Linked DNA regions of Mus musculus: all the other regions are linked to region 2. Evidence: chromatin contacts called from public HiChIP or PLAC-seq and promoter capture Hi-C data. All regions are on one chromosome and are shown on one strand. The core of a region is the stretch at or near the end of the contact, and the rest is flanking DNA. Distances in the headings are between cores, read along the strand shown. Region 1 holds the start of Kcna1 (potassium voltage-gated channel, shaker-related subfamily, member 1). Region 2 holds the start of Ano2 (anoctamin 2). Region 3 overlaps Gm38899 (a long non-coding RNA gene). Region 4 overlaps Gm10415 (predicted gene 10415).

What was found. Promoter capture Hi-C pulls out the DNA fragments that hold promoters and counts their contacts. HiChIP or PLAC-seq counts read pairs in DNA pulled down with a chosen protein or histone mark.
Region 1: an H3K27ac HiChIP or PLAC-seq map of embryonic stem cells shows a contact between it and region 2, with 8 times the contacts expected there. The contact joins the promoter of Kcna1 here to the promoter of Ano2 in region 2. A contact is called at or near these places in 10 of 39 promoter capture datasets (the 3T3-L1 cell line, 3T3-L1-derived adipocytes, the C10 cell line and 5 more) and 2 of 115 datasets of contacts at active chromatin or transcription factors (embryonic stem cells and stem cell-derived neural progenitor cells).
Region 3: an H3K27ac HiChIP or PLAC-seq map of embryonic fibroblasts shows a contact between it and region 2, with 11 times the contacts expected there. The contact joins the enhancer-like site here to the promoter of Ano2 in region 2. A contact is called at or near these places in 7 of 39 promoter capture datasets (cranial neural crest, embryonic stem cells, frontonasal cranial neural crest and 4 more), 4 of 115 datasets of contacts at active chromatin or transcription factors (embryonic fibroblasts, embryonic stem cells and forebrain) and 2 of 9 other capture datasets (adipose tissue and embryonic stem cells).
Region 4: a promoter capture Hi-C map of stem cell-derived epiblast-like cells shows a contact between it and region 2, with 4 times the contacts expected there. The contact joins the enhancer-like site here to the promoter of Ano2 in region 2. A contact is called at or near these places in 9 of 39 promoter capture datasets (HPC-7-derived erythroid cells, cranial neural crest, embryonic stem cells and 5 more), 1 of 484 Hi-C or Micro-C datasets (nephron progenitors) and 2 of 115 datasets of contacts at active chromatin or transcription factors (both in embryonic stem cells).

The regions. Positions count from the first base shown.
Region 1 is chr6:126,644,362-126,647,207 of GRCm38.p6, forward strand. It overlaps Kcna1 (potassium voltage-gated channel, shaker-related subfamily, member 1), which reads right to left and starts at 1,440. Exons shown (of 2, transcript NM_010595.3): 1 at 1-1,440.
Region 2 is chr6:125,689,353-125,692,052 of GRCm38.p6, forward strand. Ano2 (anoctamin 2) reads left to right here and starts at 1,267. Exons shown (of 25, transcript NM_001364562.1): 1 at 1,267-1,392. The coding sequence starts at 1,371.
Region 3 is chr6:126,485,994-126,488,776 of GRCm38.p6, forward strand. It overlaps Gm38899 (a long non-coding RNA gene), which reads right to left. Exons shown (of 5, transcript XR_869437.2): 3 at 2,176-2,287; 4 at 1,754-1,896; 5 at 276-508. Among named protein-coding and RNA genes, the nearest start is that of Gm38899, 27 kb to the right of the region's middle. Within about 2 kb of position 1,433, at least 25 of the 459 cell types and tissues checked have an H3K27ac peak or open chromatin away from gene starts, as enhancers often do. A contact at or near this core is called in embryonic fibroblasts, where this site is marked.
Region 4 is chr6:126,309,450-126,312,306 of GRCm38.p6, forward strand. The region is part of intron 3 of Gm10415 (predicted gene 10415); the gene reads right to left. Among named protein-coding and RNA genes, the nearest start is that of Gm10415, 18 kb to the right of the region's middle. Within about 2 kb of position 1,507, at least 17 of the 459 cell types and tissues checked have an H3K27ac peak or open chromatin away from gene starts, as enhancers often do. A contact at or near this core is called in embryonic stem cells and stem cell-derived epiblast-like cells, where this site is marked.

The DNA.
Region 1 (2,846 bases), core at 190-2,689, 960 kb after region 2:
GCGTGCGAGAGGCTCCGGGGCCCCTCGCGTTTCCCGTCCTTCTCCTCTCAGGAGTCCGATCGTTTTATCGAGCAGCTACGGAGGAAACGTCCGTACCCTACCCCCATCCTCACACGGTGCAAGCAACCTGGAGACGCTGTCCTCTCTCTGGGGAAGGGAGTCCCGGAGGATGCGGGGTGGAAAGACAAAAAGGCCACCTTCTCCGGAATCACCCAAGCAAATGGCGATAAGCTGCACTCTCGCCCCCCTCTGAACACTACGGGAGCCCTTGATTCGATCCCGAGGGAGGCGGGCGGCTCAAAGCCTGGCTCTACATGGCTCTCCGGTAACCTGCGCTACCACAGCACGGACCTCTCTCCGCGGCGCGCCGCGAGCCTTCAGCAGCTCCGAGTGGGGCAGGGAGCGTGCGGCCGCAGGTTCGCTCGGTCCATTTCTGGGCGCTGCAAGATCAGCAGAAACCTGAGAAAGCGCCTGGAATGCGGAGCAGCGATTGGCCCACCCGGGCGTGGGTTGGGGAGGGCGGGGGAGGGCAGGAGCGAGGAGGTAGATGGAAAATATGAGGGGGTGGTTTGGCAGAGGGGGGTTGTCATTCAGTTCCCATCCTTGCCTGCACAGCTTTTCTTCCGCCCCCCCCCCCGAAAAGCCCACCACCAACTCCTCTTTCCCGGCGGCCGGCAGCCCCTCCCACGCACGGCCCTCCGCTGCGAGCGACCTTCCCCGGGAATTTCACATTGGAGATGGTCAGGTCCGACGCAATGCAGGCGGTGGTGTCCCTGGCAGAACTCCTTGGACCAGTCTGCTTTAGATGCAGTCACACAGGCGATCTTGCTCCTGCATCTCGCTCCTCCGCGCCACCCCGCCTCTCCCCCAGAGGCCTCTCTGCTCAGCCCACCCTAGCCCCCCAACCCCACGCCAGCCACACTCCAAAGGGTGCAGTTTGGTAAGCGCTGCAGTTGAGGATCTCCGGGATTCATCCACACAGTGTTACTGGGAGAAGGTGGTGCCAAGTGTCTGTTTCACTTGAACCGAGGAGGGGGAGCTGAAGTTTTCTTACAGTCAGAATATTCTGAAATGCAGAGAATTTGACGGGAGGGGGAAGGGAGGCGGCGGGGGCGGACAAGCAAAGGTGTCGTGGATTTGTGGATTGTCTGCCAACTTGGTGCTAATTGGGACAAACGTGAGAAGCAAGTCGCCCAATTCGCTTCCTACCCTCAGTCCTGCCTTCCGAACCTCCCCACTCACCCACCCACCCAGTGGCCCTCTGCCGCTCAGGACCACTTTCTAGGCTCCGGACATATTCGCGCAAGGGTCACAGTGGCAGTCTGAGCAAGGGATATGCACCGCGTCCCCAGTGCCGCTGCACCTGGATACAGGCTGCACCGGAGGAGGCAGCCAGCAGCTCCAGTCCTTCCACCGCTGCGGAGCCTCTGAGGAGCCCCCAAGAATCCAGAGTCATCGCTGATTGGTTCTTGGCACGGCCTTGGTACCGCCCCTTCGCACCACCGCGGCTCGCGGCGCCTGCCGCCCACACCACCAACCTCTTTAATCAAAGTCAATGATCACATCCTCCTGGCTCTATTGTGGCTAGTAAGGCAGGGGCCTCTAGAAGGATCCCAGGGATACAGCTAGTTAAATTCCTCCTCCAGATTCAGACCCCAGCATTCCTTTCAGGGGGAAAAAAAAAAATAAGTGTTTGTTCGCTCCTCTCCTCCGGATTCCTAACCCTGCCTTTTCTTCCATGAACAGCGAGTTCTATTGCACAGTACTTCTTCCCACCTTAAACTCCACCCAGTGCACACTGGTCCCTCATCCCAGAAACTCCTTACCCCCCGCCCCCGCTCCTCTTCTGCACTGATGCTCCATTGGTGGAAAAATAATAATAAATGCGAGGCTCTGCCAAGAAATGTCAGGCATGATGGTTCGGTAGTCGCTGCAGCTAAAAAATCTCACAGTGAACCTACTGCATCAACATTTCCTTGCCTTGTCCCAGAGCTTCACTTCATCTTCCCTGCTCCGTTTTACTGCCCCCGCCCCGTCTTCCACTTCCTCCTTCCTGATCCTGAATTCTTGTTTCCTGTGCACGTCCTTGTCCTGATTCATCCCTTATTATAAGGAGATTGCCTAAGAAAAGTGTTTCAGATTACATAGCCTCCCAATTCAAAAATTCAGAGTTGTAAGTAACAGGATTACTGGATCCTCCCAAGTGGCTAATGTGATTAAAGCGGGACTTTGAACCTCCGAGGAACTGGACAAAAAGTTGTTGAGATGAGGATTCGGCGTTTTTCACATGAGTCCTCAGTTGCTAGGGGTCAGAAGGCCCTTAAACATTCAACAAAAGTTTGTTCTGCTTAGCTTTGGACCAGCCTTGTCCTAGCGCTGGGTGACCAGTGACATACAGTTCCACATCTTAGGGAGCTCACATTCAATGGGAGGCACAGAGTAAAGAAATAAACCCAGAATGTGTGTCCAGTACTAGGATGGGCTTCCAGATGGGAAAGACCTCTCTGCAGAGGGCTCATGGGAATCGGCAACCTGAAACACAGACCAATGGATAAAAGACAAATAGTTTATGAACAAACATGCAAGTCTTAACGCAACCAAAAGGTCATTGTGAACAGGAAGAAATAACAAGGAAGGTCATGGCAGGTGGACCATGGGACCCCTTAGGCTGGGAGGAAGAGGGCAACAGAAGGCATCAAAGGACATGCATCAACATAAAATGGTTGTCTTTAATGGGGAGAGTGTTGTTTGCTTATTCAATTTCCTTGTTGTTTGAAATGGTTTTACACTGAAGCCCAGGCTGGCCCTAAAAACACAGTAACTCTCCTGTTTAAACCTCCCTAGTA
Region 2 (2,700 bases), core at 17-2,516:
CAACAACCACCACAACAAAACAAACAACAGAAAAGTAACTAGGGTAGCCCTTAAACATGTTTTAGGGGGTGTCATGGAAAAACTCCTTGTGGGAGGATGGAAGAGGGATGGATAGCAGGCGAGTGCCTTTTTAGTAATTTAGGAGTGGAGATGACATGGAGAAGGGTCCCTGGAAGCAGGAAGCAGGTGAAGGAAGGAGAACGAAGGGAAAAAGAGGGAGATGCGAAACTGCAAGGTGTTCTGAGCTGGGACACCAGAGCAGGCAGCCCGCTTTGGAACCTGGGGCACACAGACTGTGGACGCTTCATGTGTGAAATGGATAAATGGAAGTCACTGCCTCATAGACTGGAGGCTGAGACTGAAGTATGAATGCTGGGCAAAGCAAAGCACTTGAGAGACTCCCGAAGTCAAGAGGTTTAGATAGACACCAGCCATTAATCCTCGAGGCTGGACCACGATGCTTTCTGTTTTCTTTCCATTTGGTTGGGTTTCTGCCACTGTCTTCTGTAAAACAGGGGACAGACATCTCTCAGATTCAGCGATCACAAACAGCGTACTTGATGCTGATGTAATGCTTTCCCACCGAGGAGGAGGCATAACATCAAGGAGCGTCATTTGCTTCTGGCATCTTGGAATGTAGCTCACATCCTGGAAATGGCCCTTTGGAGGCTTTCTCTTCACCCCTCCTCTGTCCATGGTCAGGTCCCTAAGCCACTCTAGGAAAGCACACACCACTCTTGTCTCACAGCTTTTAAATTCTAGGCACACTCCTCACTGCCCTAGAGTCTCCTGGGGAAGCTCAAATTAACACATGCCCTCTCCCCTCTGCCCCTTGTCCTTGTGTACACTCGGGGCTGCATGTTTCCCCCCACCCCCTCCAGACCGGAGTAGCCTCATCTTGCTGTTTAAGTCCCTACTACTACTCAGGGCTATAGCCGGCAGACTGGTGCCACAGGAAGGAGGCTTCGCTGGGGACTGGAAACTAATCAGCCAGGCAGTTCATGAGATAATCCGGCTGAATTATCACAGGCGAGCCCGGCTGTGTGGCGCTCACTCAGGCTCCTGAGTGGAGTGGAGGAGCGCCAGCAGCATTTACTCCCTGGCCCGCAGCCCATGCATGACCCCAGCGTGTCTCTGGCTGCACCTGAGAAAGGGATCCTTTCTGGAAGTTGGGCTAGTCTCTGCGAAGGAGGAGCGCAGGGAACTGCCCAGGGAGAGGGATGGATTGGAGGAGGTGGCAGCCGCTGGCGAGGGGCGGGCACGTCCAGACAGAGCTGAGCCGCGATGGAATTAACTCCCTGGCAGCCACATAAGCCTATCCAGAGTGGAGCGAGGGCAGCCAAGGGGCTTGGCATCTGGGGACCAGCACCATGGCGGCCCCTGGGCTGCGAGGTAAGTTTCCCCTCCCCAGGACCCTGGCTCTCAGCATCCCACTAATTGAAGGAAGATGTGGAAGAGAAGGGATTCTAACACCTGTTCTTTGGGATGAGTGACGTCAAGTGGACTTCCCTGAGGTAGGGAAGGTGAGGGTGCCTGAGTAATTCTCTAAAGTCTTATTTTTATTTACATATTTTATCAAGGAGGGGACAAGTGGCAGAGGGCTGGTGTCCCCTCTCAGTGGCTGGTCACCAGTTCTACTTTGCTTCTCCTTGCTACATATAATCTGAGGGTAAGTAAGACCGTAGCCAGGTTGATCTGACAGTGCACTGAGGACACAGCATCCCTGTGGCCTCTGACACGAGCCACTTTCCTTGGGTGCAGGCAAGTACAGGTATGACATTTTCACAAGTGTTTTTTTTAGAAGAAAGGCAGACTGAGGTAAGGTTTGGGGGCACCAAGGATGTTATTTTACTGTGCCTTGAAAATCAGATCTATTGGGAGCTTGTCTTTGCTTGGGGTGGGAGTTGCTGGCTATTTTGTTGTTGGAGTTGGAATGAGAGGTGCCTGTGGCTTGGGAGTGAACAAGGTGAAGGGATTTGCAGGCAAGTGTTAGTCATAGTCCTACAAACAGATATTTCCAGGGATTATGTGGGCCCTGGCCAGGGAGGGAGGTCCTACTGAGGATGGTCAGACGTTAGCCCACAGGCAAGTGGCAGGTGGTAGGAGAATCTTAGACAAGATGTGTGTATGAGTATGTACATATGTGTATATGTGTACACATGTGAGTATATGTGTTTATGTTCTTGTGTATGAGTATGTATGTATATGTGTGTATGAGTATGTGTGTATATGACTGTGTGTATAAGTATGTATATGTGTGTGTATGAGTGTGTATATGTATGTGTGTATATGTATGTGTGTATATATAAGTGTGTGTATGTATATGTGTGAATGAGTGTGTGTGTGAGTGAATGAGTGTGTATGTATTAGAGTTGTAGAAACTGTTTCTTAAGATGACAGTGACACTCTTTGATCCCTTCACCTGTCTGAATTTTGAGACCTGACACCAGTCCCCTCAAGGAACCTCAGGGTCACTCTGCACCAGCTGCTAGACATCAAGGGCCCATGTGGTTCTGTTACTGTTCTGCCAGGCACTGCCATGCTGGTCTCTGAAGCCCCAGGAAGGCCCTGTTCAGCAGCCTCTTCTGTCCCCTGGTTGCCTCTATGTGTCTTAGCACCACAGTGGTAGCTGATTGAAGAGGTTGAACGGGGGTTGGGGGTGGGTTCCAGACACCAACCCAGGTCCAGCTCTTCTCTTAT
Region 3 (2,783 bases), core at 183-2,682, 800 kb after region 2:
TGAGGGCTTGGTCCACAGAAGGACACTGTTGAGAAGAGGAAACCTGAAGTAGGAAGGGAGTATCTAATGGGAGCTCTTCTAACATCAGTGGGAAGTTTACCTCAAATATAGTCACACATCCCTGGATTCTTCTTTGCCTTACATCTGATTTGGGGTGAGAATCTCTAAAAACACGAGCTTCAGGAAGCCCTTTGTCTTTGTAAGTTAATTATCATGTGTATCTTGTTATGGTATCAGAAAGCTGATTAATGATAAAATAACATCTCACTTGCCTATTTACCTATATCTTTTTATTTTTATTTTTTATTTTTATTTTATTTTTTTGTATTTGGTTGTTTATTTATTTATTTATTTGGTTTTTCGAAACAGGGTTTCTCTGTATAGACTTGGTTGTCCTGGAACTCACTCTGTAGACCAGGCTGGCCTCGAACTCAGAAATTCACCTGCCTCTGCCTCTGCCTCCCAAGTGCTGGGATTAAAGGTGTGTGCCACCACACCCAGCCTGTATCTTAAAAAAAAAAAAAAAAAAAAAAAAAAGATTAAATAAATCTAAGAATAAGAGACCAGAGGCCAAACAAAAGATATTAGAACCTTCAGTGAGTTTCTGTTCTCTGTGCCATCTGTCATAACAGAGCAGACTCTTGGTTCTAAGTATCACAGATGATCATGTGAACATCACGTATTTCTGCTAAGCTCGCCCATGATTTTGTACCATGTCCCTAACAGTCCTAGGAGATACAAACTATTGTCTTCATGTTCCATTTGCAAAAGTGAATATACAGAGAGAGCAGCACTTTCTTACAAGCACCAACACTAGCAGAGAAGTCATTTCCTGTCCCAAATCCACCCCTAGCTAAGAGTCTTTACACCGGGTCATGTAGAATAAATATCCATCAAATGATGGGTTAACAATTCCCATGGCCCTGAGTTTATAGAGGATCAGGATATGAGTGTGCCCCCAAATTATAAATGTGAAAAATCTCCCACACTCTTCCAGGAACAACCCCCCCCCCCCCAGCTTTCCTTGAGATTTTCCCTCATGGTCAAAGAGACCAACAATGCAGGCATGAGAGGCTCAAGCCCACAGCTGGCTCACCTGCCCCTCTCTTCCCTTGGCTCCCATGGAAAAGAAACCCAACCTCCCCAGCCCAGCTTTGTGCTCCTGGGAGCTTTGGTCCCAGTGGTTGATTGGATTATCTTTATTGGTCTTTCTGCCATTATTAAATCTCTGGGGACGTGAACCAGATGTCCCCATTTGACCAGCCATTGTAGTTGTGTCCAGCAATGGCCAGCTGTTTGGGGCTCTGTTCACAGACTGTCTCATTTATCTTGGATTTCTTAGTGCCAGAAGCAAGCTGCTGGAGGAGAAAGGGACGCTCCTGACCTCAGGAGGAAAGTATGAGTCAGGAATCCAGGAAATGCCACAAAGCATCGCTTTCTTCCCAGCATGCACCCTCTCTGCCCAGCTAAGCCTTCGAGGTATGCTTTGTTTTCCTTCCTTTAAGAATCTGATCCAGGCATCTCCCCTTTCAGAAAAAGATTTCCCCGATCATCTCTGAAAAATCTGTTGCATTTTAAGGTTGATCCATAGAGGGATTAGCTTCTGGGTTTTAGTTCCACATCTTTAGCGAATCGGGGTAGCACAGCTGGATGGACAGCTTAGCTTCACACATCACTGAGGAAAGCTTTGGGTCCAGGAAATTGCTAAGGACCGTTAGCAACGTTTCGTGTCTCCTCCCTCCCGGCCTGTTACCTAGTTCCAAGACTTGAGACAAAGCACCGCTCCAACTTGAGTGGAAACAGAGGAGCTCCAACAGTATCGAACTTGCGTGGAGGCGTTGGAAAGGAGTGTACACTGAGCCATCAGGCACTTGTGTCGTGGTTCTGACTGCCCATCTGTGGGTTAGATCATCTCATGATTAACAAAGACATGGAGAAATACTTGCTACCTCTATCCAGAACTGAGGTGCATCACCACCAGACTTACATAAGCAACCTGGAGGGTGGGATCAAATTCATGGTTCTAATCCAGGCTTAGATACCAACCTAGACTCAATTTCTATGGAACTTGGTCTTGTTACAGATTTTTAACAGACTGTTACATACATGAACAGAATGTCTCTCTTTTTGAAATAGTGTTTGAAATATTTTAAAACAGCCTGTAGACATTCTCACCCTTCGTGAAGAACTTCTTACGTCATTTTCCGTAGTTCTCAGCACCCCGTGAACAGGCTCTGGATCCACTGGATGATGAATGGCCCGAGTGGAACTCCAAGTAAGACTGTAGCTGTTTTGAAACATTAGTATTACTTTACCATTGTCCTATCAATCTTTCTAAAGTATCATGACAAATCTTATTTATAACGTGAAATCCAAAGACCAGGAGACTGGTAAAGGGCTCACTAAATGTCTAATTATGCTTTATACTATGATGTGGGAATTGAAGTCATTCTGTAGAAAAATGCTCAAGACTCTGGGAAGGAGCCCCAAATACAAAGTTGGGTTAAGGACATGAGGCGACATGAGGCATATATGCAAATGAGTGCACCCATCCTCTTGTATCATGGATGACTCTCACAAGTGTAAAGTCAAATGAGAGATATAGCGCACCCAGAATAATACATACCTGAAAGGTCAGAAACAACTAAAACTTACCCACAGCAATGTAAGATGTCCAATTAACACCTCCTTCTGTAGACATGTGACTATTCTGTCATTGGGAAGACACTGGGCTTCTGAACTTTGGTAAGTTCCGTTTATTGATCTAGGTACAGGTTTGTAAT
Region 4 (2,857 bases), core at 257-2,756, 620 kb after region 2:
ACACTATGCATGTATGTGCCTACATTAATTTAATTCGGGAAGTCCTGTCCTGATCTCCATAAAAGTCTGGTTCAATTATGAGATTTGATGCTCCAAAGATGTGTACTCTCTTTCCTTGTTGGGAAAGTCCAAGCCCAAACCTGTACATGCTTGGGAACCTGTGCTCATATACACACGACCACATGCACCTGCACAAACATACTCACTCAAGATTCATGAATGTTCCCAAGATTCCATTGGAGGCTCATGAGAGTTTGTGGGTTCCATAACATATCAATGGCCATGAGAGCTGCTCAATTTTCCAAAGGTGGGGTTCTGAGTGTTATTGCCATAGAATGTGGTATCATACCTATCCAGCCATAGGGCTGGGAGTTATACAGTGTGGTTCTTTTTGCAGAAGAATACAAGAGGGCTTCTTGTTCTCTGATAACATACAGTGACTTTCTAAAGACAAGACCAGACCAGTCATGTTGTTTTTCACAGTGATCTTCAGTGTAGACTTCACAGGGAGCAGCTTGCAGAAGAAATAGGTCTGACATGCAAAAGCTAGAAAAGCTGTAGTGTGACATCAATGCTTAGCAGAAGATTGCCAGGATGAGCGAGTTTGCAGTGTTTGCTCTCTGAACTATGACTTCCATTAACTGTTTTAGAGGCAACATGTTAGGTCCAGAGGGAATGTGATGCTGTGTTTCTACCATTGTGCAAATGGTAGACATTTTACCATTTTTAGCTCAGTTTAATAAAAATAAGGGTACGTGTGATGAATTCTGAGCTGGAATGTAGATACATAATGAACTGTGAGATTATAAGAGGGAAAATAATTCTTTGGATGACTTTCCCTTAATATTACACAGGATTTATTCACTTTTGGGGTGATTCTTACATTTGCTCCACTGTTTGAATTTGAGAAGAAGCCATATACTTAACCCATCTGAAGTGGGCAAAGGACCCCTAGAAAACAAAGTTTGAGTCCCCTGGTTCCCTTTATCAATCCATTCAAAATTGCCTGGACATAAACATTATACCAATCAATCAGTGGTTAGACTTGCAGGAGATAGTCTAAAGATAAGTAAGAGGCTTCTATACTGTTCTGATCAGAGGAACTTCCCTGTGGATCAGCCTCAGAGTATCTGTGACCGACAGACTAGGACCAGCACCACAAGATGCTATTCACAGAACCCACCTAAAACAAGCCTAGGCATGCCCAGAACTTCACTTGCTTCCGTGTTCTTTCTCTGATTAACTTTGCAATAGATCTTTCTACAGGTCTGCTTTGGCTAAGTAATAGTCAGGTCTGATATGATCTGTAGCCATTCCTGACTCTTGACCTAGCTAATTTCTCACTGTGCTTTCAGCTTGGGTGTTGCATTTAGGTTTCTTGTGCCATACTCTTTTGGGCCTCACTGTCTTGTGTGCTAAGTGCAGTCACATAGAAAAAGCTCCACATAGCATGGAATGACAAACACTTTGTTTGCCTGTCATCTGCAGTTGATTAGCCATGGCTGCCTAAGGCAAGCTTTGTGAGACTGGTGCCAGACAAAGGGTGCAATGAATCCAGGCTGTGCTCTGCTGGGGTCTTAGGAAGCAGAAGTGATTTTCTAGATCACTAGCCACCTGTAAGTCATCAAAAGACAAACTGTAAATTGCATGAGTTTCTAGGAATCTTACGGTATATAGAACCTCGTGATTAAGAAAAGAATGATATTTCCCATTATGTCCCATCATGGTTAAAATTGGGTCTCTCTTTACCTAGCACTTAAGACAAAGTGGTCTTTCCATGACAATGGGAAAAGGAGTGGCTCTTCCCTGGTTCCCATCACAATTAACCTCCTGGAGATTTTGCCTTCCAGCGGGAGTGTGGGATGAGGCCTTGACTGACTTTTTTACTTTTCTTCCAGGCTTCAGCTTGGAGCCTGGAGAGAAAGTAGCAATAGAAGGCTTAAGATCTCTTTCTTCCTTAAGAAGACTTAATTAGAACACTCCAGCCTTCCCTAAGATGTGGTTTTGAAGTATGAGCTCCTCAGACAGTGAGCTAATGAGGAGGGAGAAATTTCTGCCTTGTCATGGGGCTGATCCAAGAACATATCAGCAGAGTTTGATTGAAGACCTCAACCCCTGTCCTGGCTCCCTGGGTCAGGTCGTCATAGTGTAATGACTTACTGTTAATTCTGTATGTGCCAGATGGTCTGGTGTTCAAACAGAGCCTCAGCAATAGTGAAATTGCCCTGTGGAGTAGTGGAGTATTTTACAGCTCACAAAGAACTTTCATGTATTATCTCATTTGAGCCATGGAAACCCCAGACATAAAACATTGCTAGTCTCATTTCATGGATGAAAAAGTCCAGAAAAGCTTCAGTGATTTTTTCCAATGGCTATATACTCACTTGGTGACTAAACATAAATTGGCCTTAAGTCAGCTACCTTAAAAGGCCTCTTTCACTTGATGTGCACTTCTGGCCAAAGAGGAATTTTTTTGGGGGGTGGGGGTGAGGGGTTGAGGGTTAGGGCTCTAGATTTGAATGGGGCATAGAGCTGGTAGAAATACTGACTGTTGAGGAAACACAAATGAAGATCTGAACTTATGGAAAAATAACCCTGAATTCTGAAAAGTGCTTTGGATATTTGGTGACCGATTGAGATTACTGCGTCTTGGATGGCTGTGTTTGTGGCTGGCCTCAGTGTGGGAGGAGAGATAAGGTAGGGTTCATGTTTTCATGCAATGTGGAAAGGTCAGAATTTTTTTCTTGGAATTTTATGTATTAACTCTATCATGCTGTCACTTCTCAAAGACCCCTATGGAGGTCACTGTGGCCCCTTACCATGCATCAGTGTGATGTGTGCTTTCCATATAAAAGGA